Linked DNA regions of Mus musculus: regions 1 and 2 are each linked to region 3. A link is a contact called in public HiChIP or PLAC-seq data. All regions are on one chromosome and are shown on one strand. Each heading gives the region's core, a stretch centred on a gene start, on an enhancer-like site or on the middle of the called end of the contact. The rest is flanking DNA. Distances are from core to core; before and after follow the strand shown.

Region 1 (4,169 bases), core at 1,445-3,944, 140 kb after region 3:
AGGCAGACAGGCTTCTGGAGAGAGTGCACTTTTGTGTAGTGCCCTAAACACCATGCTACAGTTTTCCAGAGGCATGGAGTTGCCTATGTGCACACAAGAACACACCTACATATCTTCAAATGTTCAGACATTACGTGTATAAAGCATTAAAACTGTGGCAAGGGGGTATGTATGCATTATTTGTGTTTATAAAAATACTTTAAAGCAGTTGGAAAGAAAGACAATTTTCCTACATGTCAAGAAAACAATGGGTCACCAGCAGGAGGTCCTCTCACATTCTAATTTTGGAACAGCAGCTTCCGATGTGCAGACCAATACGCTGGTATCTGCAGGGCCTTCCCTGCAGAACAGGTCAGGAGAATGGGGGCAAGAGAGAGGAAGCCTCAGCTGTTTAATATTTGCTTAGAATTAGCTTATTGACCTAAGATACATATCTCTTGAGAGAGCAAAGCTGGAAGCCATCCTTAGTATGCCCTAGGTGTGGAAGGCAAGGCACAGGGAACACAGAGGTATAAAGACTCTTGGCATGACAGTGTGTGTGTGTGTGGTGGGGGCAGTTCTGATCAGCAAAGATGATGTTTCCACCCACCGCCTCTGCTTGCTTGCATTACCTTCTGTCCACTCCCTATGCCCCTGGCCTTATCCTGCCAAAGCTACTTGCAGCAGCCTCCCTTGGTGCTGAACAGATTGGTGTTGGCCCTTCCCTGTCATCTCAGTTGAACAGCTCTGGAAGACACAGCGTATTTTCCCCATGGGACAGACTCTGCAAAATCACATAGCACTTTGCCACATCCAATCAGAGGAAATCTAATGAGAGGAAAGCACGCCTTTAATCCCAGCACTTGGGAGGCAGAGGCAGGTGGATTTCTGACTTTGAGGACAGCCTGGTCTACAGTGTGAGTTCCAGGATAGACAGGGCTATACAGAGAAACCCTGTCTCGAAAAACCAAAAAAAAAAAAAAAAAAAAAAAAAAAGCAAGAGAGCCCTGAACACTTCCCAGAAAGAATCCAGAATCCTATAAGTGGCCCCCACCTTTTGATTAGGTCAAGAAAGGATGAGGGCATCTGGCTTGCACCCAACTAGAAAAAAAGTCACATGTCCTCTCCTATGTGGTCCACAGCTTCAAATCTATTGTTTGTTTAGGTGTGCATCTGTGTATTTAACCTGAAGTACATGTAGAAACCAGGAAACCAGAATTGGGGGACTGAGGGATAGTTTATTAAGGGAGATGCTGCCATTGCTCTTGGTTGCCCACCATAGATTCCTGGACACTACAGACTTTCACTGCAGGACACAGAGAAATCGATCTTAAACTGACCAGGAAACTCTCCCTGCTAGGCCTCGCTTGCATAGTACTGGAAGGTGCTATACGGGTGTCTGAGAGAGAAGACATCAATCATCTTAGCTAGTGGTGGCCCTCACATGTTACAATACTGACAAGCAGGCAAGATGTACCCACTGGTACATTAGTGGCAAGACTATTCATGGTGCTGCTCTGACTACTTTTCTGTTGCTGTGGTAAAATACTCTGACCAAATGTGACTTCCAGCAAAGAGTTTATTTTATATTATACCTGCAGGTACAACCCACCACTGAGGGACATGCACACACATACATGCATACACTCACAAGCAAGGACAACCTGCCTGAGGAATGGTGCCACCCACAGTGGGCTTCAATATCACTAATTCAGGCATGCTCGCATACCAGTCTTAACTAGGTAATTCTTCGATTGAGACTTCTCTCCAATGACCTAGCTGTGCATGTTGACATTGATGGAAAATCAGAACACTAACCACTCTTTTGATTAGATTTGAGATTGCCACAGAAGGACATGCACACCTGAGGCTATAAACATAGTCAAAGATCATAGTAAGGGAGGCCATGGGCCCTAGATCTAGGCTATTGTTGTGCTATATTGTCATGTGAAACTGACTTCTTTTTTTTTTTTTTTTTTTAATTATCCTTTATTTATCTGGTGGCTGGAGGCAGGCAACTTTTTTTCATTAGATATTTTCTTTATATACATTTCAAATTTTAAATGCTATCCCAAAAGTTCCCTATACCTTCCCCCTGCCCTGCTCTCCAACCCACCAACTCCTGCTTCTTGGCCCTGGCATTCCCCTGTACGGGGGCATATAAAGTTTGCAAGACCAAGGGGCCTGCCTCTCTTCCCAGTGATGGCTGACTAGGCCATCTTCTGCTACATATGCAGCTAGAGACACGAGCTCTGGGGGTACTTGTTAGTTCATATTGTTGTTCCACCTATAGGATTGCAGACCCCTTCAGCTCCTTGAGTACTTTCTCTAGCTTCTCCATTGGGCCCTGTGTTTCATCCAATAGCTGACTGTGAGCATCCACTTCTGTGTTTCCCAGGCACTGGCAGAGCCTCATATGAGACAGCTATACCAGGGTCCCTTCAGCAAAATCTCATAATCAGCCACCAAACCCAGACACTATTGCATATGCCAGCAAGATTTTGGTGAAACTGACTTCTAAACATTTGTGTTAAATGTCCACAGATCTGTGCTGCTCTCAGCGGTAATCAGAGCAGCTTTTTATTGCAGTGGGTCAGGGTTGATGCAGAGACATATAACTCTTCAAAGTGCTGACTGGATCATAAGTGATTGAGTGCTCACCCACTGACAGGACATCTACATCACCCCACCTCCCCAAGGCTCAGGAAACACTGTGGCCTTCTACTGTGACTGTCTCTATCCCCACTTCCTCTTCATCTCTGTCTGCACTGAAAAGGACTGAGCAATTACATACAGAAGAAGCATGGCTACAGCAGCTGTTGGGAAGATAAGTCTTTGGACTTAAAATAGTTCCCTGAAAAAATTTCAGAATATTTTGAACTTAAATCACCAAAACTATCTATCTATCTATCTATCTATCTATCTATCTATCTATCTACAAAACAACCAAACTTGCTATGAGAGAGAGACGTGTGTCTATACATAGTGTTGCACTAGGTACAATGGATAAGAAATGGAACCAGGCTAGACACTCATCAGTGGATGAATGGAGAAAGAAAATGTGATCGATTGACAATGGAATTTTATTAATTTATTTCAAAAATTAAGAAAGAGGAAAAAATTCATAGAATTTACATGAAAATGGGTGAACCTGTAGTCATTGTGGTAAATGAAATAAGCCAGAAAGAGAAATGTCACATTTTCTCTTTATGTGGTTTCTAGAAGAGTGACAGGTTAAGATTCTAGAAGGGACTATGAAATAAAGAAGAAAAGACTTTACAGGGGAGCAGAACACACAGAGAGGGGGTACCAGAGCACATGTTAATGGGGAGCAGGAAGAGGCTATCAGGAAGGAAGGAAGGGCCAGCAGGTTGGACAGGAGGAGAGGATAGGATGTGGGGTTCAGGCGGTCTGCAGTTCTTTCCCAGGCACAAACCCTGACCCAGATGCATCCCAGTAACTGCAGGCATGAGAGCCTAGGAGGAATGGCCCAGGGAAAAACCAGGCCACCAGGGCAACAGAAGTGCAGAAGCACGTACTTCGTAAGGGGGTAAAGTGCAAAATGTTGGTTAAGATGGGAGCAATAAAGAATGATGAATTTGAAGAAGGTTTAAAAGAGGACCACCCCCACCCCTCACCCCCCAGAAGCTGCTTTTCCAAAAGAAAACAACGAGTTCATGAATCAACAGGTTTGGGAAGGAACATAACACATCAAACAGCTGCAGTCTTCAAATCAGCAGCAGCACAAGACAGGCAAGAGACAGAGCCCTGGCCTGGGAAGACAATACAGGAGCTTGTCTCCTAGTCTCCTTGGCACTTTCCCCATGCCCAAGACTTGTCCTGGCTAAAGACAGAAGAGCAGAGAGCTGAGCCCACTGGGTCCTGAGGCTTACTCTCAACCCACTTCCGTTCAGTTCTCAGACATGCTCCCTCCAAAGAAGCAGGGAGTTCATAAATCATTCTATGTTCATCTGTCCAAAACAATCCTGCCATGGAACCACACATCTATAAACCATCTATAAACCTTTCTACCACTCTGTATAGTTCTTCTCCCAACACAATTAGAAGGAGGCACAAAGAAGAGAGGGGGAGGGAGGAGGGAGAAGGGAGGAGGGGAGAAGGAGAGTAGGTAGTGTGGGATGGAAGCACACTTCTCACCCATTCCCACTTACACAGGTGCTAAGCAAATA
Region 2 (3,789 bases), core at 139-2,638, 240 kb after region 3:
AGTACAGGAAAGATATTCATGCATTTGTAAAATGTTTCTCAATAACTGCTCTGAACTGTAAGTCTAGGGTTGGGAAGAATGCCACACGGTGGGAAGACAAAAATACCTAAGATATATACTGTCATACATGTGTGTGTATGTATGTGTGTGTTTGAATATACAAGATAGCATTATAAGCAACACACATGCATACGCACACACCACAAACATACACTTTAAAATAAAATTAAAAAAAAATCTTTAATAAGTGTAAGAAGAAAGAACCAGAGATATGGCTCTGGTTAACAGCACTATCTACTCTTCCAGACAACCTGGATTTGATTCTCAGCTCTCACATGGTGGCTCACAACCATCTGTAACTCCAGTACCAGGGGACCCAATGGTGGACACCAGAAATGCAAGTGGTATAGACACACGTGCAGTTAAAACACCCATCATAGAATTTGTTCTGTTTTGTTTGGATTTTTTTTTAGACAGGGTTTCTCTGTGTAGCCCTGGCTGTCCTGGAACTCACTCTGTAGACCAGGCTGGCCTTGAACTCAGAAATCCACCTGCCTCTGCCTCCCGAGTGCTGGGATTAAAGGCGTGCACCACCATGCCCAGCTTCTAAGTAATTTTTTAATGAATAACAAAATCTGAAGACCTTACACAAACTTATCTAAATAGAATATTGATGAAAATTGACAACCTGGAGGAAGCAAAAGGAAAGACATAATATCTACAATGGTGCAATTTTGACAAAACATCTAACTAAAACCTACATTGTTTTTAACCTACTGTGAATATTTGTTGGTTTAACAGTGAGTCAAAGATTTAATTATACTCATAAAGTTGGGTAGGCAGATAAAGTGCAAAGAGGACACAGCATAGCCAAGGAGACCTAGGGTCTCAACACAGGACTGACTCTCTGATCATACCTAGAAGAGAGAGAAATCATGTGGGCTCCAGATCACCAGAGCCCTTTAGTGATAAGGTAGCCAGGAGCCTCCAGCCTGCAGCGCAGAACTATAGATGTGGCCCAACACAAAAAGCTTATTTGTTTAAACTGCCTCTAACATGATGAGGTTTCCTGTATGGCTGTTTTTATAACTAGAGTGTACAATTCCAGAGTATAAACATGTAGATTGTAATACCATGGCCATGCCAGTACACTGGAAAAAGGCTGGCCATGCCCGCCATACCAACGAAGGCCACATCAGTGTTGGCTATGAGGGCCAGCAGTTCTGTGCTATGCAAAGACCTAAAGCCCTCTTCTGCTGTGGCTCCCCATGGAACCCGAAAGAATAAAAAGGCTTGAGAGTCAAACGCACGGTGTCTCTGTCCACACTTCCATAGTTACAGGGAACAAATGGGGAGATTCTTCACACATGACCACATCAGAACAGCCTGGAGCTTCCTACAATTGTTCTGACTCATCCTGCTGAGGAGTTCCAGTCTCGAAACCGAAACTCCCTCCAGAGGCCATCGTAGCACCGAGGTCTCAATCAAGCAAGTCCCCATTCTGTGCAGAATCAGACCTTCAGAGCTGTCGCACTATCTCCCTAAAATGAAGCTTTGGTGTGCTCTCAGAGCTTTTAACGATACTATGCGAGGCTGCCTGAGCATGATACACCTCTCCAAGGTTCTCTGTGCTTGGACGAGGTTCCCCCTGGACCCACATCCTTAGCCCAGCTGCCCACTGTAGCTCAACACTCACAGTGAGGAGGGCAAGGAGCAGTCTAGGGAAAGCTTCTGCTATGGGCCTTGCTCCCAAACCCTCCGTGTCAGAGAAAGACTCAGTATAAACATCACCTGCTACGGTTTGGGAAGAGGGAGCCAACAGACATTAAAGGTGGCTTTCACTTTCATGATAGCTCTGAAGATACAATTAACAACCAGTGCCCAGGGTTCTATAGTAACTTAAGTACGGGTAGAAGAGTGTGCCCTGAGGCTCTGTCAGCATTAATGGTCTAATGAAAACCATTTTTAAATTATATTACACACCGGAATAAGGTCTCCCTCCAAACAGCCAAAATCCTTACCATATACCTCATAGGCAAACTCCACCCACATGGCTGGGAGGAAATGGTGTGGCCTGAAGGGATGTACCTGTGGTGTGCATTAAAGAAACAGAAATGATAGATAATGTTTCAATTACGCTGACAGGTCAAAGAATGCTGATAGGAATACTGAAAAAGACAGTTTTCTGTAGGGCAAGAAACCCACTGGTGAGAAAAGCGTGTTATCCTTTGATTTGCTAATCAGTTCTATGGGGAGGCATCTTCAGCCCTGTTCTGCCGGGGAGGGGGAAGAAGGTCATATTTGATTTTTCTCTGCTAGTGGTGAAAGAGAAGAGCTGAGGGAAAAGCTGGCACATATCAAAGACGTTGGGCAGAGCTAATTTAGAGTCTACAACGAGGTAGACCAGGATCGGTGCCCACTCCATCCTAGGAAAGAGATCCATCACTGTCCACAGCCAACTCTTAACACATTACATAATGATCTGCCCCAGGGAGGACACGGGCTGCTGGCGACGAGAGTTACTGTGACCACTCAAGCACGGCTGATTGTGCATCTTCTTCCTTCAGGCTTCACCTGCAAAGAGGGCTGTCTTTCCTTCCACAGCTCAGAGGCCTCACAAGCAGAGGCCAGGGTCCTCCCAATTTCTAAGCCCAAGCCCACCTCTGTCATCTCCTCCGAGGCTTCACTCCTGGGGAAATCCTCTCAAGGCTGCAGGTTCAAACTCCCCATGCCCAGTGGTGTGGCAGTTCTCCTACTCCAACCGACGGGAAGCAGACGGTCTCATAGGCTTATGACATAATGTAGTCTAATATGTTTAAATTTTAAATTAATTTATTATTATGTGTATGAGATTTTTGACGGCATGTATGACTCTGCCCCACATGTGTGTGATGCCCAGGGAAGACAGATGAGGGTATCAGGTTCCCTGGTACTGGAGGTACACATAGCTGAGTCACTGTGTGGGTGCTGAGAGAAGAACCCAGGGTGAGCAGTCTCTCCAGCCCCACTATCTGCATCTTTAAAAGTCAGCCACACCCCTGTGCCTCCCTTAACTACAAGACATGGCTCACCAGGATGCCATTAAACTGGACTCCCAAGGGATCTTGAAAAGGGGCAAAATCCAGCCATCTACTGTACTTCGTAGCTTGGTTAGCTTCTGCTAATCGGTGCTGGGACCCTCCCTTCTTCTATCAAAAGGGACAATCCAAGCATGTCACCCTGAGTAGCATCACAGGACTAGCTCTGTGTCTAGAAGGCATTTTTAAAGAACCTTGGGCCAGTGGGCTGAGTGGGGAAGATCAGCTCTCATGTGGAGCAACATCTGTCACCAAAGGCCTGATGAGGTAAAAAACGTAGACAGAGCAAATCCCTGCTTTGTTATCTAGATAACAGCAACAGATCCTTCAAGCTTTTTATCTCCAGGACTCTCTGCAATGGATTCCCAGCTCGGCCTGAGACTGACAGCAGGGCTTCCCAGCGCCTGGGTCTGTGTGCTTGGAGAGAGCCAGAAAATGTTTCCATGACTCTGTCATCTGCCGGCAGCCCACGCTCCTCGGACACATGAGGATTTGCAAAGCGTGGACTCTGCACTCTTCCTGTCTTACACTCCCAGCTCACTCACAGGCCCATTGCATTCAGATTTTGTCCATCTCACTAAAGACTGCCCACATCAATTCCCCCGATGCATATATGCCCAGCCTGATGCAAAGCATGCTGGGACCTCGTCATCTCCAGGAACACACCACAGAGTGCCCTCATCCTAGAAACTGCAGTGACTGACCTGATTTG
Region 3 (3,999 bases), core at 1,016-3,515:
ATGACTCTGCTGCGGCTGCTGAGGGGTGATGCTCAACTGCTACCAGATAAACAATACGTTATCCAGATCTCCTCCACAGCCCCACTTCCTTGCTCAATTCTATCTGCTTTGGCTGTTGTCAAGACTTCTCATTGTAAACCACCTGCTCCAGCCATGACCCTTGCTGTGTTACTGTGCATTCTCCCAAACTCCAACACCCATGCTCATCATGTCTGTGACCGGCTTTCTTGGTCTTAGCCTGGCCCTGGCTACTCTACCAGGGCCCAGAGGGTCTGTCACTGACTCCTTAATGAGGCTACAGAATATTCAGACATTAAACACTGGGAGCAAAGGGCAAGCCTGGGTTCTGAAGTTTCTGCTGGGATTCCAGGAGGCTGAGAGAGCAGGAAGTGAGGTTGGCATAGTGCCTGCACCCCAAGAAGCAAAGATATAGAGAGTTACATCTTGATATGGTAACTGGGTTAAAGGTGGAATTTAAAAAATTGTGAAGACAGGACTGTGTGAAAAGCAAAAAAAAGGTCTTGATTTTCAGAATCCCAGAAAGGAAAGATACTATGGAGAATTTTTTTTAACAAGGCAAAGAAGAATTTGAGGCAATTTCTGTTTATCCATGGGGATGTCTACAGTGAAGCAAATAGAGTGTGTGTGTATGTGTGTATGTGTGTGCGTGTATGTGCATATGTGCATATATGCATGTGTGTATATGTTTGTGTATGTGTGTATGTGTATGTGAGTGTGTGTGAGAGTGTAGGTGTGTGTCTGTGTATATTGTATATGTGTGTGTATATGTGTGTATGTGAATGTATGTGTATATGTATGTGTGTGAGTGTGTGTGTATCTGTGTGTATGTATATATGTGTGTGTATATGTGTGCATATGTGTATATGTGTACATGTGTGTATATGTATGTATGTGTCTGTATCTGTGTCTGCATATGCATGTACGTGCTTGTATGTGTATCTGTGTCTGTGTGTGTGTGTGTGCATGTGTCTGTACCTGTGTCTGTGTCTGGACAGTACCTAGAATCTATTCCTTTGGCAAACTACCAGCATACAATCTAAGAATCCAGTATTGTCTCTGTAACCCTTATATTATATACTACAAAACCAAAAAATAAAAAATAACAAAATAAAAGCCAGGCATGGTGGCACACGCCTTTAATCCCAGCACTCGGGAGGCAGAGGCAAGTGGATTTCTGAGTTCGAGGCTAGCCTGCTCTACAAAGTGAGTTCCAGGACAACCAGGACTATACAGAGAAACCCTGTCTCAAAAACAAACAAACAAACGAATAAATAAATATAAATAAATAAATAAATAAATAAAATACTACATTTCCAGATTTAACAACTCCCTGTACAACTTTGTTCTCTTTGATCATCTCCACTCATTTGCCTGTTTTCTCTGTCACAGAAACCACTGATTTTACTCTCTGCTTGTATGGATTCAACTTAAAAATATTCTTCACTTAAAACATAATTTATAGTAGGTGCCTTTCTGTATGTATGCTAGTTCTTTTACCATTATGTCCTATAAATTAGTCAGTGTCATTGTAAATGGCAGGATCTCCTTCTGTGGCAAAGATGGAAATATGCACACATATTATCACATGTGCAAATATAAGCACACACACTGAACACACACCTTTTTCTATTAATTTATTTTACGTTTTGACAATAAAAACTGGAAGTTTTTCCTTGTCTTGATATTGTAATTAACTTTTCAGAAATTTTTATAAAATGACTTCACATCACACACCTGTAATGGTACACGCCTGTAATTTCAGCACTCTGAAAGTAGAGGCAGGAAAACCACAAGTGTGGAGCTAGCTTGAGCTACATTGTGAGTTCATGTCTACCCTAAGATCATATATAAAAAGAAAAAAGATCAGATGGTACACTAGGGACTAAGGGTAGAGGGCTCTACCCATTCTAGTACAAGTCTGTGTAAGGCCACTGGCCAGGAAATCACACTACAAAGAGAAGGCTAAAAGGAGAAAGGCACTTGAGACCCTGCGAAGATTCCAAAGCCAAGATGAAGCTCATGGCAAGAGCAGTATCTAGGTTCAGGATTCCTCAGGAAGGGGAAGAGAAAAGACTAAAGATGTTAGAAATACAAGAATATAGAGGAAGTGGGACCTTATCAGAGAAAGACAAGACCCTGAGGTTCAGTGGACAGAGGTCAGAAAGCTCGTGTGGTTAGAGACTGCTCGTGTGGTTAGAGACTGCTCTGGGTGGTTAGAGACTGCTCGTGTGGTTAGAGACTGCTCGTGTGGTTAGAGACTGCTCTGGGTGGATGCATCTTCAGCAGCTTAGAAGGGATCCTTTCTCTTCCATATAATAAGAAACCCTTGACAGGATCGCTAGAGAAGACATCAAATAGAAAGATGGCTCAATCTGCAAAAAGCTTGCTGCTCAAGCGTAAGGACTTTGATCTGTTCTCCCCCATACATGTAAAAAGTCAGGTACAGCCATGTCTGCCCATAGTCCCAGAGCTGAGGAGGTAGAGATGGAAGGACTCGAGGGCTGGCTGCATAGCCAGTCTAACCAATTCCATGGGTTCCAGTTTAAATGAGAAACCCCATCTCATAAAAAATAAGATAAAGATCAACTAATGAAAACACTAGATGTTGACCTCTGATCCCTCCAAGTATCACACACTAGGTTCATATGTTCGCACATAATCACACACACACACACACACACACACACACAAGCGTGTGCCCCAAATACTAAGATAGGAAGTCTTTAATACGCAAAATATCAGTTAGAAAGCCAAGATCACATAGCCAATAGAAGTCACTGCACACTGACACTCCACTCCTGACAAAGCTGAGCGGTGATGAACGGAGCTGCTCGTGTGTTGACAGGCTTCACTGGTTAAACTCAGTCTATCATTTTCTGTCTCCTACAGTGCTCCGGGAAATAGGTAAAAGCTATCTGGATGACTAATTCAATTTATTTAATAGGATGTTTGTTTTTGCAAATGCCATGTTAACTACAGTGTGTCATATCGGAAGTAAAAATATGCAAACCAAATTTTATTTTAAGTTCAATATTACTACGGTTTAGAGGGTATGATTGGCAATTCTGAAGTGTAAGGAAAACAGCCACCACGGATTTCAAACTTCTTTCTAAAACCCTCCGCTATTTATTCCATCTGTCCCCTGGGCTGTACATGGATATTTTTAACATGGTTCTCTGTCAATTCTTTGATAGTTTTCTTGAAGGGCTACTTAGTGAGTTCAATCAATATCTGCTGCCTTATGGATTTTTGGGGTGGTGGGGGGTAGGGAGACTAGCTGACATTCAGAGGAGAAAAAAAATCTAATTCTTGTATCTTTAAGATTGAGAGACAAAGAATCACTCTTGTGATTTTGACCCGTAAGTTAACTTACACTAAGTTGATATATTTTTGTGTTGTGTTGGGAATACAGCTTGCAAACTTCAGGTATTCTCTGAAAAAAAAAACTACAGAAGCTTCCTTGGCCAAATTCAAGGAAAAGCTTCATTCTTAGTTGAGTTTCATGGTGCTGATTAACGCTTCTGCTTCTCCCCTTTACAAGAGGAACCGACTTCATCCTGGCCTCTCTCCATAAACAACTGGGAAATGGGGGAAAATATATGAAGTGGTTGCGAGCAGATGCTGGACAGCAGGAAGCCTCGGACTATGATCTTGAAAGAGAGAAAACAAGCTCGCGTAATACTCCCATTTTGCTGAAGGAGGGTTTGGAATTGCTGATTTGAAGGGATTTACAGAGCCAAGCACGAGAGAAGAGACCATTGTGGTGGTGGTTTGAATAGGAAAAGCCTCTATGCACTCATGTGTCTGAATTCTTGGGCCATAGGGCGTGGCACTATTAGGAGGTGTGGTCTTATTGGAGTAGGTGTGGCCTTGTTGGAGGAAGGATGTCACTGGGTGAGCAGACTTTGAGGTTTCATATGCTCAAGCTATGCCTGGTGTGACTCACAGTCTCTTTCTGCTGCCTGCAGATGATGATGC

The links. HiChIP or PLAC-seq counts read pairs in DNA pulled down with a chosen protein or histone mark.
Region 1: a contact with region 3 is called in an H3K27ac HiChIP or PLAC-seq map of CD8 T cells, with 5 times the contacts expected there. The contact joins two enhancer-like sites. A contact is called at or near these places in 3 of 484 Hi-C or Micro-C datasets (embryonic stem cells, hematopoietic stem and progenitor cells and nephron progenitors), 1 of 115 datasets of contacts at active chromatin or transcription factors (CD8 T cells) and 2 of 9 other capture datasets (adipose tissue and liver).
Region 2: a contact with region 3 is called in a CTCF HiChIP or PLAC-seq map of CD8 T cells, with 5 read pairs. The contact joins two enhancer-like sites. A contact is called at or near these places in 1 of 39 promoter capture datasets (HPC-7-derived erythroid cells), 1 of 15 datasets of contacts at CTCF or cohesin (CD8 T cells), 6 of 484 Hi-C or Micro-C datasets (ECoMG myeloid progenitors, the HPC-7 cell line, bone marrow-derived DN2 thymocytes and 3 more) and 3 of 115 datasets of contacts at active chromatin or transcription factors (bone marrow-derived macrophages, embryonic stem cells and memory CD8 T cells).

Annotation. Positions count from the first base shown.
Region 1 is chr17:64,721,891-64,726,059 of GRCm38.p6, reverse strand. The region is part of intron 16 of Man2a1 (mannosidase 2, alpha 1); the gene reads right to left. Among named protein-coding and RNA genes, the nearest start is that of Dreh, 43 kb to the left of the region's middle. Within about 2 kb of position 2,694, at least 29 of the 459 cell types and tissues checked have an H3K27ac peak or open chromatin away from gene starts, as enhancers often do. A contact at or near this core is called in CD8 T cells, where this site is marked.
Region 2 is chr17:64,620,095-64,623,883 of GRCm38.p6, reverse strand. The region is part of intron 1 of Man2a1 (mannosidase 2, alpha 1); the gene reads right to left. Among named protein-coding and RNA genes, the nearest start is that of Man2a1, 20 kb to the right of the region's middle. Within about 2 kb of position 1,388, at least 106 of the 459 cell types and tissues checked have an H3K27ac peak or open chromatin away from gene starts, as enhancers often do. A contact at or near this core is called in CD8 T cells and memory CD8 T cells, where this site is marked.
Region 3 is chr17:64,857,232-64,861,230 of GRCm38.p6, reverse strand. No RefSeq gene overlaps it. Among named protein-coding and RNA genes, the nearest start is that of 4930583I09Rik, 23 kb to the right of the region's middle. Within about 2 kb of position 2,265, at least 33 of the 459 cell types and tissues checked have an H3K27ac peak or open chromatin away from gene starts, as enhancers often do. A contact at or near this core is called in CD8 T cells and memory CD8 T cells, where this site is marked.